Regions from separate parts of the Canis lupus genome. Here region 2 is linked to region 1. A link is a contact called in public Hi-C data. All regions are on one chromosome and are shown on one strand. The core of a region is the stretch at or near the end of the contact, and the rest is flanking DNA. Distances in the headings are between cores, read along the strand shown. Region 1 holds the start of MDN1 (midasin). Region 2 holds the start of MAP3K7 (mitogen-activated protein kinase kinase kinase 7).

Evidence for each region. Hi-C and Micro-C count contacts between places; a contact is called where the count stands out from the background.
Region 2: a contact with region 1 is called in a Hi-C map of blood, with 5 times the contacts expected there. The contact joins the promoter of MAP3K7 here to the promoter of MDN1 in region 1. A contact is called at or near these places in 2 of 9 Hi-C or Micro-C datasets (both in blood).

The regions. Positions count from the first base shown.
Region 1 is chr12:49,235,936-49,242,801 of UU_Cfam_GSD_1.0, forward strand. MDN1 (midasin) reads right to left here and starts at 2,410. Exons shown (of 102, transcript XM_038554729.1): 1 at 2,163-2,410. The coding sequence starts at 2,264.
Region 2 is chr12:49,954,171-49,961,036 of UU_Cfam_GSD_1.0, forward strand. MAP3K7 (mitogen-activated protein kinase kinase kinase 7) reads right to left here and starts at 2,679. Exons shown (of 17, transcript XM_038554740.1): 1 at 2,345-2,679. The coding sequence starts at 2,464.

The DNA of each region.
Region 1 (6,866 bases), core at 1,160-3,659:
TCACATACCCTGTCCTATGCATCTCTTCCACCTGGCAGTTGCTGAATCTGCTTCTCTCTCTGTCTCTTATGAATAAATAAATGAAATCTTTTTTTAAAAAATTCTTATTTCAGATCCCAATTGCAATGAGAATCATCTTTCAAAGGTTATTGCTTTACAATAAAAATGGTTTTGTTTCCAAAAATAGGAGAAATACAGACTGGCAACACAATCAACTCTTCTGAGTGAAAAATCTTAAAATTATTACTGAAAATGGCTCAAGGAACAAACCTGAGAAGACATCTCAGGACAGAATTTGACAATGTGAAGCAAAGAAAAGGGAGAAGCAAAGGTGTTCAAATCTCCTTAATTCAAATGAACTTTTTTTAAAGATTTTATTTATTTATTCATGAGAGACACAGGCAGAGGGAGAAGCAGGCTCCACGCAGGGAGCCCGACGCAGGACTCGATCCTCGATCCCAGGTCTCCAGGATCACGCCCTGGGCTGCAGGCGGTGCTAAACCGCTGAGCCACCAGGGCTGCCCCCTCAACTGAACTTTCTAGTAGCTTTCAGATCCAATACTATTTCAAATACAATCTCAGAATCCACATGAGTGGTTCTCACACTTAGGTGTATCAGATTCTCTAAAACTTTATCTCCTAAAGACTACAAACCCTTTCCCCACGCTACTCCCAATACATAAACACCAATTTTACATTCAATAACAGCAGTGGGGAAACATCAATCTCCTGTTGCTGGTTCATGATCCCCGGAATCAGAACCTGTGCTTTGAATTCTAAAGCCCACTTACAGAAAAATACCTCTAGCAACAATACATAATTCAGGGGATCCCTGGGTGGCGCAGTGGTTTAGTGCCTGCCTTTGGCCCAGGGCGCGATCCTGGAGAGCCAGGATCGAATCCCACGTCGGGCTCCCGGTGCATGGAGCCTGCTTCTCCCTCTGCCTGTGTCTCTGCCTCTCTCTCTCACTGTCTGCCTATCATAAATAAATAATTTTTAAAAAATACTTAATTCAGGAGCCTGTAACGAAAAGCTCAGCTCACGCGAACGGATTAGCTCTTCCTTAGTCCAACCCATCAAAACTCAGTTCTCTTTCTACAGCTCACCATTTGATTAGGGATTCCCTTCACTGGGTCTCAGAAGCCAGAAATTCCAGGCTATCTTGACTCCTCCGTCCCTTTACTTTACACTTTCAATTTGTTGTCACCAAACAGAAATGCCTCTCGTGTCAATTCTCTGCTGCTCCGGACCCAAAATACTCCCATTACTTCCTAAGCAATGCCATATGTATGTGTACAACGCATTAATGACTTAAGTTAGATACTGGAGTTAGAAGGGAAAAAAAAAAACAAAACCCACATTTTCTACTCTCAAGAAGCTCCAAGATATTGGGGGTGGGGAACCTTTAAAAAAGGAAATTAAAATACAACGTGAGAAAAAATGCATGATAAAGGTCCTCCACTCAGACAGCAGGGAGTCCAGAGAAGGCTCTTAAAAGGCCAAACACCCACTTCCTAGAAGACTCTAATTCACCTCATAACGCATACGGTTAATGTCACAGATCGTACTCGCTGTCTTGCTTTGTCCTTCAGTTGTTTTGTGTTTATGAACTGTCTCCAAAAATAGACGCTGTATTCCCCTGCGGGCAGAGACCGTAACGAATTTCTCCGTCTCCTCACGGAACCGCACGGTTACCTCACGTAAAGCAGGAACGCAATCAATACGTGTCTGCGGGCCCGAACTACGGGATGGGACGGAGAGGGGGAAAAAAAAAAGAAGTCACCCAAACTAACGGGGGCGGCTCAGGCTTGGCACACTTAAGTAAAACACATGTCAAACGGGCTGAGATCCAACTCCAATCGCAGGAAAAACCAAGCACGTTTCCTTCGGAAGGCCGTGTGCGCCACAGAGCGCTCGGCGGCTGCAGGGGACGGAAGGGTCTCTCCGGTAAGCACGAAAGGCTTCTTCCAATTTCCTCAGACGCGCGCGGACGTCCCCGCCCCTGGCCCGCCCTGGGGAGGGGGCCTGGAGGGCAGAACGCCGAACCTCCGTACCCCGAGCGTAGTGCGTCTCGCTCAGGGCCGCAGGGCACGCGCCACGGGGGCGACAGGGTCCCGGCCCGGCGACTTCCATCCGCCTCCCCCACCTCCCCCTGCTTTTACCTGTTTGGCCAAGAACCTGCCCAGTTCGCTACGGCTCTTCTCGTTCTTGGCAGCGAGTAAGCGCAGCGGGGCAGCCGCCACCTCCAGGAAAAGGTGCTCCATGTCCGCAGGCCCTGCTGCCCCCGGCGGCCCCCAGCGCTCCCTACTTAGCGCTCGGAGCCCCCCCCCCGAGCCGCGGAGGTCGCGCGCGGCAAGCGCCAGCAACTACGCCCCCGGGGAAAGCCGAAGCGGCAGCCCCGCAGACACCGGGAGAACTGCAGCACACGTGGGGGAGCACGCGGCGCCCTGCGTCATCAGCCCGCGACCGCGACCGCAAGGGCAGGGCAGCCCCAGCCCCGCCCCCTCGGCGGCGGAAACGGCGAGAGTCACGCCCGCGCCACTTCCGGGAGGGAAACTGGGGCCGACCGCTCTTAGGTCCGGGTCCCGAGGGTACCGTGATGGGAGGTCTCAGGGACCACGTGTGGCCGGACCGCGCGATCGGAGGTTCCGCTAGGCCCGAAGCCGGGGAGCCCTCGGCCCACCGTGTCTCCCTCCGATGGAAATTTCTCGCACACAAGCACACCCCTTGCAATATTCTTAATAATATATATAATATTGGAATATTTATATATAATATGTATATTGGAAATAAGTGTTCAGTTAGGGAATATTTAATGAAACTGGTATATACATTATAGAATATTCAGAAGCCGTTGAAGAGTGGAATAGAAGCGTACACGAAAGCTCATTTATGGGAAGTTCAAGAACAAGCCAAAATAATGACAAAGTCGAGCTAATGGTTGCCTTCGGGAGTATTGACAGCCCAGGGTCCTGAGGGAACATGGTGCGGTGATGGAACGGTTTCATGATCTTCCTCTCGGTGGATTGGAATGGTTACTCTGGTAGATAAATTTTTAAAAGCAAAAAAAAAAAAAAAAAAAAACTCTGCCCAAGGTTTGTGCACCTTGTCCAAATTATGCCTCCAAAATGGGTTTTAAAAGCAAGTAGAAAAAATAAATAATAAATAAATAAATAAATAATAAATAAATAAATAAATAAATAAATAAATAAATAAATAAATAAATGCAAGTAGAGGGGCAGCCCGGGTGGCTCAGCGGTTTAGCGCCGCCTTCAGTCCAGGGCCTGATCCTGGCGACCTGGGGTCAAGTCCCACGTCGAGTCCCACGTCGAGTCCCACGTCGAGTCCCACGTCGGGCTCCCTGCATGGAGCCTGCTTCTCCCTCTGCCTGTGTCTCTGCCTCTCTCTCTCTCTCTCTGTGTGTCTCTCATGAATATATAAATAAATAAAATCTTAAAATAAAAAAATAGATCTCTAATAGCAAGCGTATACTGTGATGGAGTCTTTTAAAAATGTATTTGAATTTGAATTTTCTTTCCCTAGGGTTTTGAATGTTTGCTTTTGGGGGAACTCAAAAAGCACAGAACTTCTAGAACATCCAGAAGTAGGAAACTGTGAAAATGGGGCAAAAAAACATTTCCAAGAACTAGGGAACTGTGGAAATGGGGCAAAAAAAAATCTCCAAATAAATTTTAAAATTTCCAAGAAGACTGAGAAGGTCCCCTGAGGACCTAGCACAATGAATGAAAAATTACCCACGTTTGAGGAGTTACTCATTTTTTCCCCCTGGATATCTCCCATGTATATGTGAAGTGTTCATGTTAATAAACTTATGTGTGGGGGCATCTGGGTGGCCCAGTGGTTGAGCGTCTGACTTTGGCTCAGGTCGTGATCCAGGAATGGAGTTCCACGTCACGTTCCCTTCATGGAGCCTGCTTCTCCCTCTGCCTGTGTCTCTGCCTCTCTCTCTCTCTCTCTCTCTCTCTGTCTGTCTCTCATGAATAAATAAATAAAATCTTTACAAATAAATAAACTTGTGTTTTTTTCTCTTAGACTTTTGTGACAAGAACTTAGAAGGGTAAAAGGAAAGTTATGTTTACTCCTCTACACACCCTTTCTTATGACCTCTCACAAACAACCATAAAGCAACATTTTTGGGTGATAGAAATGTTTCAAGACTATACTGTGATGGTGGCACAACTCTTAAAAATTGAATAAAGTCATTGAATCACACACTTACAGTGGCTGAACTTTTTTTTAAAGATTTCATTTATTCATTCATGAGAGACACAGAGAGAGAGAGAGGCAGAGACACAAGCAGAGGGAGAAGCAGGCTCCCCGCAAGGAGCCCAATGCGGGACTCCATCCTGAACCCTAGGATCATGCCCTGAGCCAAAGGCAGACACTCAACCGCTGAGCCACCCAGGTGTCCCACAGTGGGTGAATTTTATTATATGTAAGTTATACCTCAGAAAAGCTCTAAAAATAACAATAATAATCATCAAGGAATAGGGTATGTGTAAGTATAGTTGAAACAAGATTGACAATATATTGATAATTATTGAAACAATGTCAGGTAAAGGGAGTTCATTATACTTTCTCTACATTTGTGTATGTTAGAAAATTACAATAATAAAAGGTAAAATAATATTTTTTTAAAAAAAGGAGAATAAGGTCTTGTCAAAAAAACTCAGGTACTAAAGAATAGCAGAATATATCACTTAGGTGTGAAAGAATTTGGGACTTGCCACCCCAAACTATGCCACTTTGGCATATTGATTATTCTGAGCTAAAACCACTTTAGAAATAGTAGATACAGGAAGGGCTCTCTGACCACCCCTTCCTTTTCTACCTAAAGCAGGTCATAAAATTTTTTTTCAGGCCATAAAATCTCTCATGGGAAAGGTGCCCCCCCCCCTTTTGCCAGGAATAAAAGAACATACTTATTACCAGAGACTCTTAATTGACATTGAATGGGTCTGTGCAAACAAACTTACTAAAATGACCCTTATCTTCCACTAGTTTTCCCTCCATATATCTTCTAATCACTTCCCTACAATTTACTGCCTCTAGCCCAAACCACTTTTGGCTTATCATTTCTTTTACAAATTTATTCCTTCTTTTTCTAGAAGGTATATAAGCTTTCTTGAGCTGAAGGCAATGAGGAGAAGCAGATATAAAAGCTCTGTGCCCTCCTCTTATTTGCCTAAAGCAGAATATAAGTGTGTAAAAGTGTTCCCCTTTCCCCTCTCTACCAAGAAGGACAGGAGTTAATCACTGGAGACAACTGTCAATCTCTATTAGCACAGAGATAGCATCAGAAGAAACTACAGAACAAGACTTGATAAAACTGTTATCTACCATTAGTTTCTCCATATATTTGCCTTCCCACAGTTCGCCACCCCGAGAAGCTCAAAGTTCTGTCTTGTCACTTCTCTAAAAATGTTTTGTTCTTTTTTTTTTTTTAAGATTTATTTTTATTTGGGATCCCTGGGTGGCTCAGCGGTTTGGCACCTGCCTTCGGCCCAGGACATGATTCTGGAGTCCTGGGATCGAGTCCCACATCAGGCTCCCTGCATGGAGCCTGCTTCTCCCTCTGCTTGTGTCTCTGCCTCTCTCTCTTTCTCTGTGTCTCTCATGAATAAATAAATAAAATCTTTTTTTAAAAAAGGATTTATTTTTATTTACTTACGATAGACACAGAGAGAGAGAGAGAGAGAGAGAGAGGCAGAGGGAGAAGCAGGCTCCATGCCGGGGCCCGACCCTGGGACTCCAGGATCACGCCCTGGGCTGAAGGCGGCGCTAAACCGCTGAGCCACCCAGGGATCCCCTTGTTCTTTTTTTTTTTAAGATGCTATATAAGCCCAGGTTTTAACTACCTCTTTGAGTTGCTGGTCTCTGAGTGCTCCCATGGGTATGCATGATGCACATATATAAAATATAAAAGTGTTTTTAAATGAATATAGAAAATGTAAACAAAAACTAAAAAGTTGATTCAGACTTTAGGACATGTCAGGGATAAGAGTTTTCATTTCTCCTAGGCACTCTTCTTTAACTTCAAGTTATTGCTGTCAAAAAACTATTTGTGCCTCAAGGGAGCCTGGCTGGCTCAGTTGGTGGAGCATGTGACTCAATCTCGGGGTTTTAAGTTCGAGCTCCATGTTGGGTGTAGAGATTACTTAAAAATAAAATCTAGGGGATCCCTGGGTGGCTCGGCGGTTTGGCGCCTGCGTTTGGCCCAGAGCGCGATCCTGGAGTCCCGGGATCGAGTCCCGCGTCGGGCTCCGGGCAAGGAGCCTGCTTCTCCCTCCTCCTGTGTCTCTGCCTCTCTCTCTCTCTCTCTCTCTCTCTCTGCCTATCATAAATAAATAAATCTTTAAAAAATAAAATAAATAAAATACAATCTAAAAAAAGTTTACTCATGCCTCATTAGGATATCAGAAGTGTTAACTAAAGTTGAGAGAGCACTGAAACAACATCTAAGGACCTGAGCAATTAGTTGTACTTTTCCATTAACTAGCTACGTGACTTAGGTTAAGTGACTTAACCTTCCTAGACCTCAGTTTTTCTCTAGAAGTTCTGATTCTGTGTCTATCTTCCCAGAGTTGATATATACTCTTGGAACACAGGAAGTGCCTTATTCATCTTTGTATCTCACACAGCACTACATACTTTTCTCATACACAATAGGTGTTTAACAAATGTCCAATCCTGGATGCTTGGGTTATTCAATCTGTTAAACTTCTGCCTTCAGCTCAGGCAGGTCATGATCCCAGGGTCCTGGGGTCAAGTCCTACATTGTGCTCCTTGCCCAGCACAGACTCTGCCTACCTCTCCCTCTGCCTGCTGCTCCCCCTGCTGTGCTC
Region 2 (6,866 bases), core at 1,429-3,928, 720 kb after region 1:
AAGAAAAGGTTCAAACAATATCTAAGTCAAAAGAAGAATCTTTAGAAACTTAAAACCTTATCAGAAGTTAAATGGCTCTCTGGGAAGAGCAGTAATATGAAATGATGTCTCCTCAGTAACTTCCATTCTTCCAAGAAGCAATAATGTAAAATGCTTTAGAAAGTAGTGTGACAATATAAAGGCTGTAAGAATCAAATGATGTTTAAATCTGTGAAAGCAGTTGGTAGACCATGAAGTACAAGTTATTATTATATAACAATTTGTAGTCTACCAGCACAGTTTGCCACAGAGTAGACGTAAATGCTTATTTAAAAACTGCAATTCGGGATCCCTGGGTGGCGCAGCGGTTCGGTGCCTGCCTTTGGCCCAGGGCGCGATCCTGGAGATCCGGGATCGAATCCCACGTCGGGCTCCCGGTGCATGGAGCCTGCTTCTCCCTCTGCCTGTGTCTCTGCCTCTCTCTCTCTCTCTGTGGTGTGACTATCATAAATAAATAAAAATTAAAAAAAAAATTAAAAAAAAAAAAAAAAAAAAAAAAAATAAAAACTGCAATTCTTTTATACTGACTCATTGAATTTTTATTCTTAAAAAAGAAAGTTAGCCATGAAAGCTGGATCAACTATCCACTTCTGAAAAAGGAATTTATCATAGCCTCAATAGAAATCACCCCCCCACACACACACAAATAAATTCCTCCCTCTTTTCAAAATATGGGTCCTTCTTTTAGCCATGTGACCTTAAAGAGGGTCACTGTTCCTCTCAGGAACTCAGTTTCCTAGTAGTAAGTGTCAGGTACCCTGTTGGGTTTTGATTATATTGCCTAACAGGATGTTATACAGATAAAATTAAATAAAAATTATTATCCCTGTTTTATATTTATAGTTAAGAGATAAAGCTATAATGCTCAAAGTGTTTATGAAACTTGCTTCAAATCACACAGCTAATAAATGGTATACCTGATATACTGAACATTCTTCTAACTCCAAAGGCCTTGCTTACGCTCTCTTGTAAAATGAGGCTGTTCTCCATGATTACTTTATGCAATAAAAAGACATGCTTAAAGAATCCATTATTCTTCCAAAACATGCCATAGGAAAAAAAAAAAAAAGATTATTTGTTGAGTGAAAATTATCTCACCACTTTACCCTGCCACTGCCTAAAAATAATTTTGGATTTTTAAAGTAGAGGTAACTCCTTGAAGTCTGTGACACAGAACACACAGTGTTCTTTAAGGACTATGTACTGCGAAGTACTTAATAAATTTTAAAAATGAAGAATACATGGTAACTGATAGATACTATTTTCAACTAAAGTTTTAACACTTTCTAAAGTGTGTCTTTAAAATATACATTGTTTTCACTTTTCTAAATTGTGTGGTCCGATCTACTTTATTTATTTTTTAAAAGATTTTATGTATTTATTCACGAGAGACACAGAGAGAGAGAGGCAGAGACACAGGCAGAGGGAGAAGCAGGCCCCATGCAGGGAGCCCGACGCGGGACTCGATCCCGGGGCCCCAGGATCACGCCCTGGGCTGCAGGCAGGCCCCAAACCGCTGCGCCACCCGGGCGCCCCGATCCAATCTACTTTATATATTTGAAAAGAAACGACATGTTAAAAGCACCTAACTGCCTTTCTCTAAAATAACTTCTTACAGAATAAAGGACGGATTTGGGTTTTCAAACAGCGATTTCTGGTTTGGTGTTAAACTGTGGTTGTCACTGAAATCACTGAGTTAGCTCTTCGGAATATGCCACCTTGAGACATCGTTTCACCGTAGTCTACATTACTGATGCTAAAATTTGTCCAGGCTAGTCCAACAGAGGACAGAACGTTTATTATTAGGTCTACTGCTCTATCGAATAGGCCAAAATGAGAATCATTCGGTAGCTGGGGAAACGCTGTATACGACAGGATGACAGATTCCTTTACCAAGCGTTCGTACTAGGTACGGAGCTATATACGTCAGACGTAATACAACCCTCGGCCCTGAAGAGCACCAAGTCTCGGGGAACCGAAACTCCAAAACGGCCGTGGTCTTTGATGAACCTGCTACCTATGTATTTAGGAACCGGTGGACCACACCATCTCACCAGTCCGTCCTGCTGTTTGAGGTGATCGAACTCCAGACCCCGGACCCAGAAGAGGAGGGCAGCAGTGAAGAAGAAAGCAAGCTTCCCCAGGGCATTTGAAGGCAAAGTCCTCTCTCCACCTGGCCTGGGTAGGTAGGGACTCCCGGGTGGACCCGGCGGGGCCCTGAGAACCGCAGGGGCCCGAGGAGCCCCCTGAAGAGCTGGGACCAGGCAAGGCCGGTTCGGGTGCCTCCATGCCGAGCCTCACTCACCTCTTCCACTTCGATCTCCTTGTAATCGATCTCTTCAAAGTTGAGGACTTGGGAGGGGGCTTCGATCATCTCACCGGCCGAAGACGAGGAAGAGGAGGAAGCGGCGGAGGCTGTAGACATGATCCCTCGCGGAGCCCGGGGGGCCCGGGGAGGCTGCCACCCGGACACTCCGGGGGAGACCCGTGCCCACCCGCCTCCGGACCGACCTTCAGCCTGAAGCCACGGCGATCCGTGGCGGGGGACAGGGGCAGCGGCCACAGCCGAGTCCCGGCCCCGGCTCCGCTGCGTTTTCCGCCGCCGGGCCCCGCCCACTGGACTTCCGGTTCCGGCCTGAAATCGGAAACTGGAGGAGGGCTGCGAGCTCTAGAAAGGGGAGGGGGGAGTTTTGTGACTGAGACGGGGAAAGGAAGGGCCGGTTGGGGGTGGGGTCGGGGAAGAGCGAGAGGCGAGCTTAGAGCTGCAGGACAAATTTCGCGAGATCTTTATTGAAGGGCGCCCCCCCCAACATCGGATGATACCGCGAGAGCTGATGCGGTGACGCAATTAAAGTGCGCGAACGGAAGTGGCGCGGAGCCTGACGGACTATCAGTGCGGTTGGTCGTTCAGAGACTGGCGGGAAAGATAAAAAGTAAGGTTTCAACTCTGCTCCGTCAGCTGTGTTATGGCGCGGGTCCCTTTAATCTCAGAGACCTGCGGACAGATGGGGTAGTGTTGGACTGAGTTTTTGTGACGGAGCATTTTTCAGTTTCACCCGTAAGGGAAACTGAGCTATTTCTTTAAGAATCCTTGGGAGATGTTTTCTCTCAATGCGATGTATGGAAGGAAGCAGTTGCTACTCTTTGAGCCAGAGTCCCTGATGTTACGAGGGATTCTAAAGAAAATGGTACAGAGCGAGCCAGCCAGCACGTGTAACCTGAATAACACTATGTAGGCTGAGTGCGCAGGAACAGACCTTAATATTAGGTAAGGTAGATATTTATGACTTGTATTCATCTGAAGTTATGGATTGCATTAATAGTCCTTGTCGAATGCGGAGCACTCAGGTGCTTTAACGTTTATAATGTAATCATCAGTAACATCAAATATTTTGGCTGCCGTTTTTAAAGACCTTAGAAAATAGGCTCAGAGAGATGCAAAAAATAGGAGCTTCACGGGCTAGTAGAAGCTCGGTCGTTGTAGCTCCAAGGTGGATAGTGGTGCCTGTGTGGTGCTATCCACAGAACTTATAGTTTTAAACTAGACTTTAGTCGGTGTGACCTGAAGCCTAACTGGAAAAAATTGTGGAGTTCGAGATGAAGGCTGAAGGACCAAGGATGAAACCTTAACACATGTCAAATTCTGAGACTCAGTAAAGGTAAAAGACAAAAGGAACAATTCAGAAAGGGGAAAGTGAGGGGAATGGAGAAGAGTTTTCCAATTAAAGAATAGGCGGCCCAATAAATGCTGTACAGAAAAGTAAGTTAAACACATTTGGGATAGCAAATAGGTCATTGGAATTGGCAATTAAGAAATTATGAAGAAATTATGAACTGAAAACGATCTGTCATTTTTTATAGTTCCGGTAATACTCAATGATAGCTTGGTGAATAGCATAAAAAGAATGAAATAATTCCTTCTTGTTACACACTCTGAATGATACACAGTGTCTTGAATATCTACACCACTTTTATGACCACTCCCAATCTCCCAGGCTCAAATATTACCTGAATTCCCGGACTATTGAACATCTCTATTTAGGTTTACCATAAACAGCTAAACTTCAAGATTCCAAAAGCAAATGCAAAAGTTACCCCCCGCAAATATGTTTTCCTGTGTACATTTTCTAAGTCCATAAAGGATACCATCCATCTACTCCTTTGTACAAGTGAGAAATCAGGACTTTATTTCTACATTTAAAGTGATGCTTAGGGGTAGCCCGGGTGGCTCAGCGTTTTAGCGCAACCTTCAGCCCAGGGCCTGATCCCGGGTTCTGGGATCGAGTCCCACATCAGGTTCACTGCATGGCGCCGGCTTCTCCCTGCCTGTGTCTCTGCCTCTCTCTCTCTCTCTCTCTCTCTCTCTCTCTCTCTCTCTCTCTCTGTGTCTCTCATTAATAAAAATAAATAAATAAATAAAATGATGCTTAGTGCACTAATAACTAAGTAGAAGCAGATTAAGTCCATGGGATAACCATTTCACCTGTCATTTCTGGATTTCCGAAATTAGGATTATATCATATGATAATTCTACCTGCAGGTCATTAATGATTTCTATTTAACACCTTGATTTTAATTCAGTGGATCTACCAAGTGGAAGCACAAGAAATGTTTGGTCAATGTTCTAGTTGAATGACTAGCTTTGCTAGTTCCCCCTTTGCCAGGCGTGTAAAGTCTGTTTTCTGTACCTTCGGTTTAGAACTAGAATCCTGCTGAAAAGGTATTAATCATTCTAGCCATGATGCTATTCTCCTGCTTGATTTCCTCTCCCCACCCCAACATATTTACTATATCAAACATACAAAAAAAATTGAAAGAATTTTACAGTGAACTCCTATATACTTACCATCAAGATTCTAACAACATTTTACGATACTTGCTTTATCCTATATTTGTCCATCTACTCACCCATGCACATGTATTTCTACCATTTCTTCTGTTGGATGCATTTCAAAGTGAACTTCCTACTGTTTCTGAAATCCACTCCAGAATTTCTGCTTCTATATTTTATCTACTGATTTGGACTTAGATACTGATACTAGTCTAAAGTCAATTCTGTGTGCTTGTAGACTGTGGGTGGGTGGGTGGGGGGGGCAGGGGATGGGCAGGTAGGTTCCAGTGCCTGGAACATTTTCACTAGCTTATGATAAAGTCCTGCCACTGTTCATGTGTGGATCCAGTCATCCCCTAGATCAAAGTTCACCTCTCCTGTGATTTGATTATGTGGGTGGTAAATCCCCATTTTTCATTTAAGCTGAGTCAGGTTGTATTTTTGTCACTGGCAATCAGTGTCCTGAGTAATACAGTTTGAATCCAGAGAAATGAGGAAGGAGGGGCTGAACTTCCCTTAATTCACCTCAATTTTTATTTTGTGTTCCCTTTAACTTTCATGAGTTAAGAATAGAAGGTTGGACCTCACAATTTCAACTTCAGATTCCTGTCTGTTGTGTCTACACAAATTTCCAGAGATAAATACAAGGTTATTAAAGGGCCTTCTTGAAGTCCCTCGAAATTTGAGCACTCTCCACCAACCACCCTCATGTCAATGTCCTGATAACTACTCTTTAACCTTCAACCCTGTCTTCAATTTTAACTCTGTGCTATCGATGGGATGAGGATTAAGAGTTTTGAAATTCATTTCCCACTATCTCTTTGCATGGTTTAAGTGGGATTCTTATCTTACTTAGCTCATTTTGGATATGAGGATATCTGGCGCCTATTTTCATGGAGACTTAGCAGAAACAGACTAAAATAGTTCCACTTTAATATTCTTTTGCATTGGCATGTATAATACATCAGATAAAGAATTCCATACTTTGTCAGTTAATATATTTGTTATGAATAACAGGAGACTCATCTCAAAATGGCTTAAACAATAAAGGGAACTTATTTTCTTAGTTAAATGGAAAGTCAAGAGCTAGAATAGGTTTTAGATGTCATAAACTTAATGATAGCATTAATAATTTAATTTCCATTATTGTCTTCTCCTTTTTGTGGTATTTGCCATTGCTCTAGAACAGTGTTTCTCAACCTTTTTTTCTTTATTGCTCCCCTAAAGAGCCTTTTAAGATTTTTTTCTCAATGCTTCCCCCTGCCAAGTTTTAATATCACAGTTATAGTGCATGTCTGTTTATGGACTGTATGCCTGTTTTATGATTTGTGCATAAAAAGAATAAGATTTTTTCTTCTCAGTTTTTACCCCCACTGAGAATGTAGGCTCTAAGGAGTTTTGCTTTTCATACGACATACACACTCTACAGTACAATGACAGAGAGTGTCTCTTTTGGTAGCTCTTTCAGAAGAGCAGGGAACTTCTTTTTCAAAAAGCCCTTGGCAACTGTACCCTTGAGTGAGCAATAGAGGACAGGTGGTTTGAGGTTGAAAATATCTGGGATAACTTAGGCTGAGGACTCATGGGATCATGGGCTTTGAGAGGGAGGAGCTCCTAACCAGAAGAAAAATCTGAAGACTCCTAGGAGGCAAAGCAGGGAATGGTTGTTTGGTTTGCAACCAACAAATGTTCATTATTAATATGTCTATTCAGATGGAGCTCTATATCTAGAAAGTGTATCTTTACTGCCTGTCCTAGAACCAAACTAGCCCAAACTGATCAACTATTATTCTTTCCAGGAAGCTCACAAATAGTTTTCTGTTGTACTTATTCAAAACTTCAATACACAGAGGATAGCCAGCTCCTTAGCAATTCAGTGACACTGCTGGAGAGCGGCTCTCCAAATTCGTGCATTTCTCAAATATTTGAGTGTATTCCATATTTCCTAACTCCCCACATCTTTATCCTAGGTCTTTCACAGCCCATGGAGTTGCAG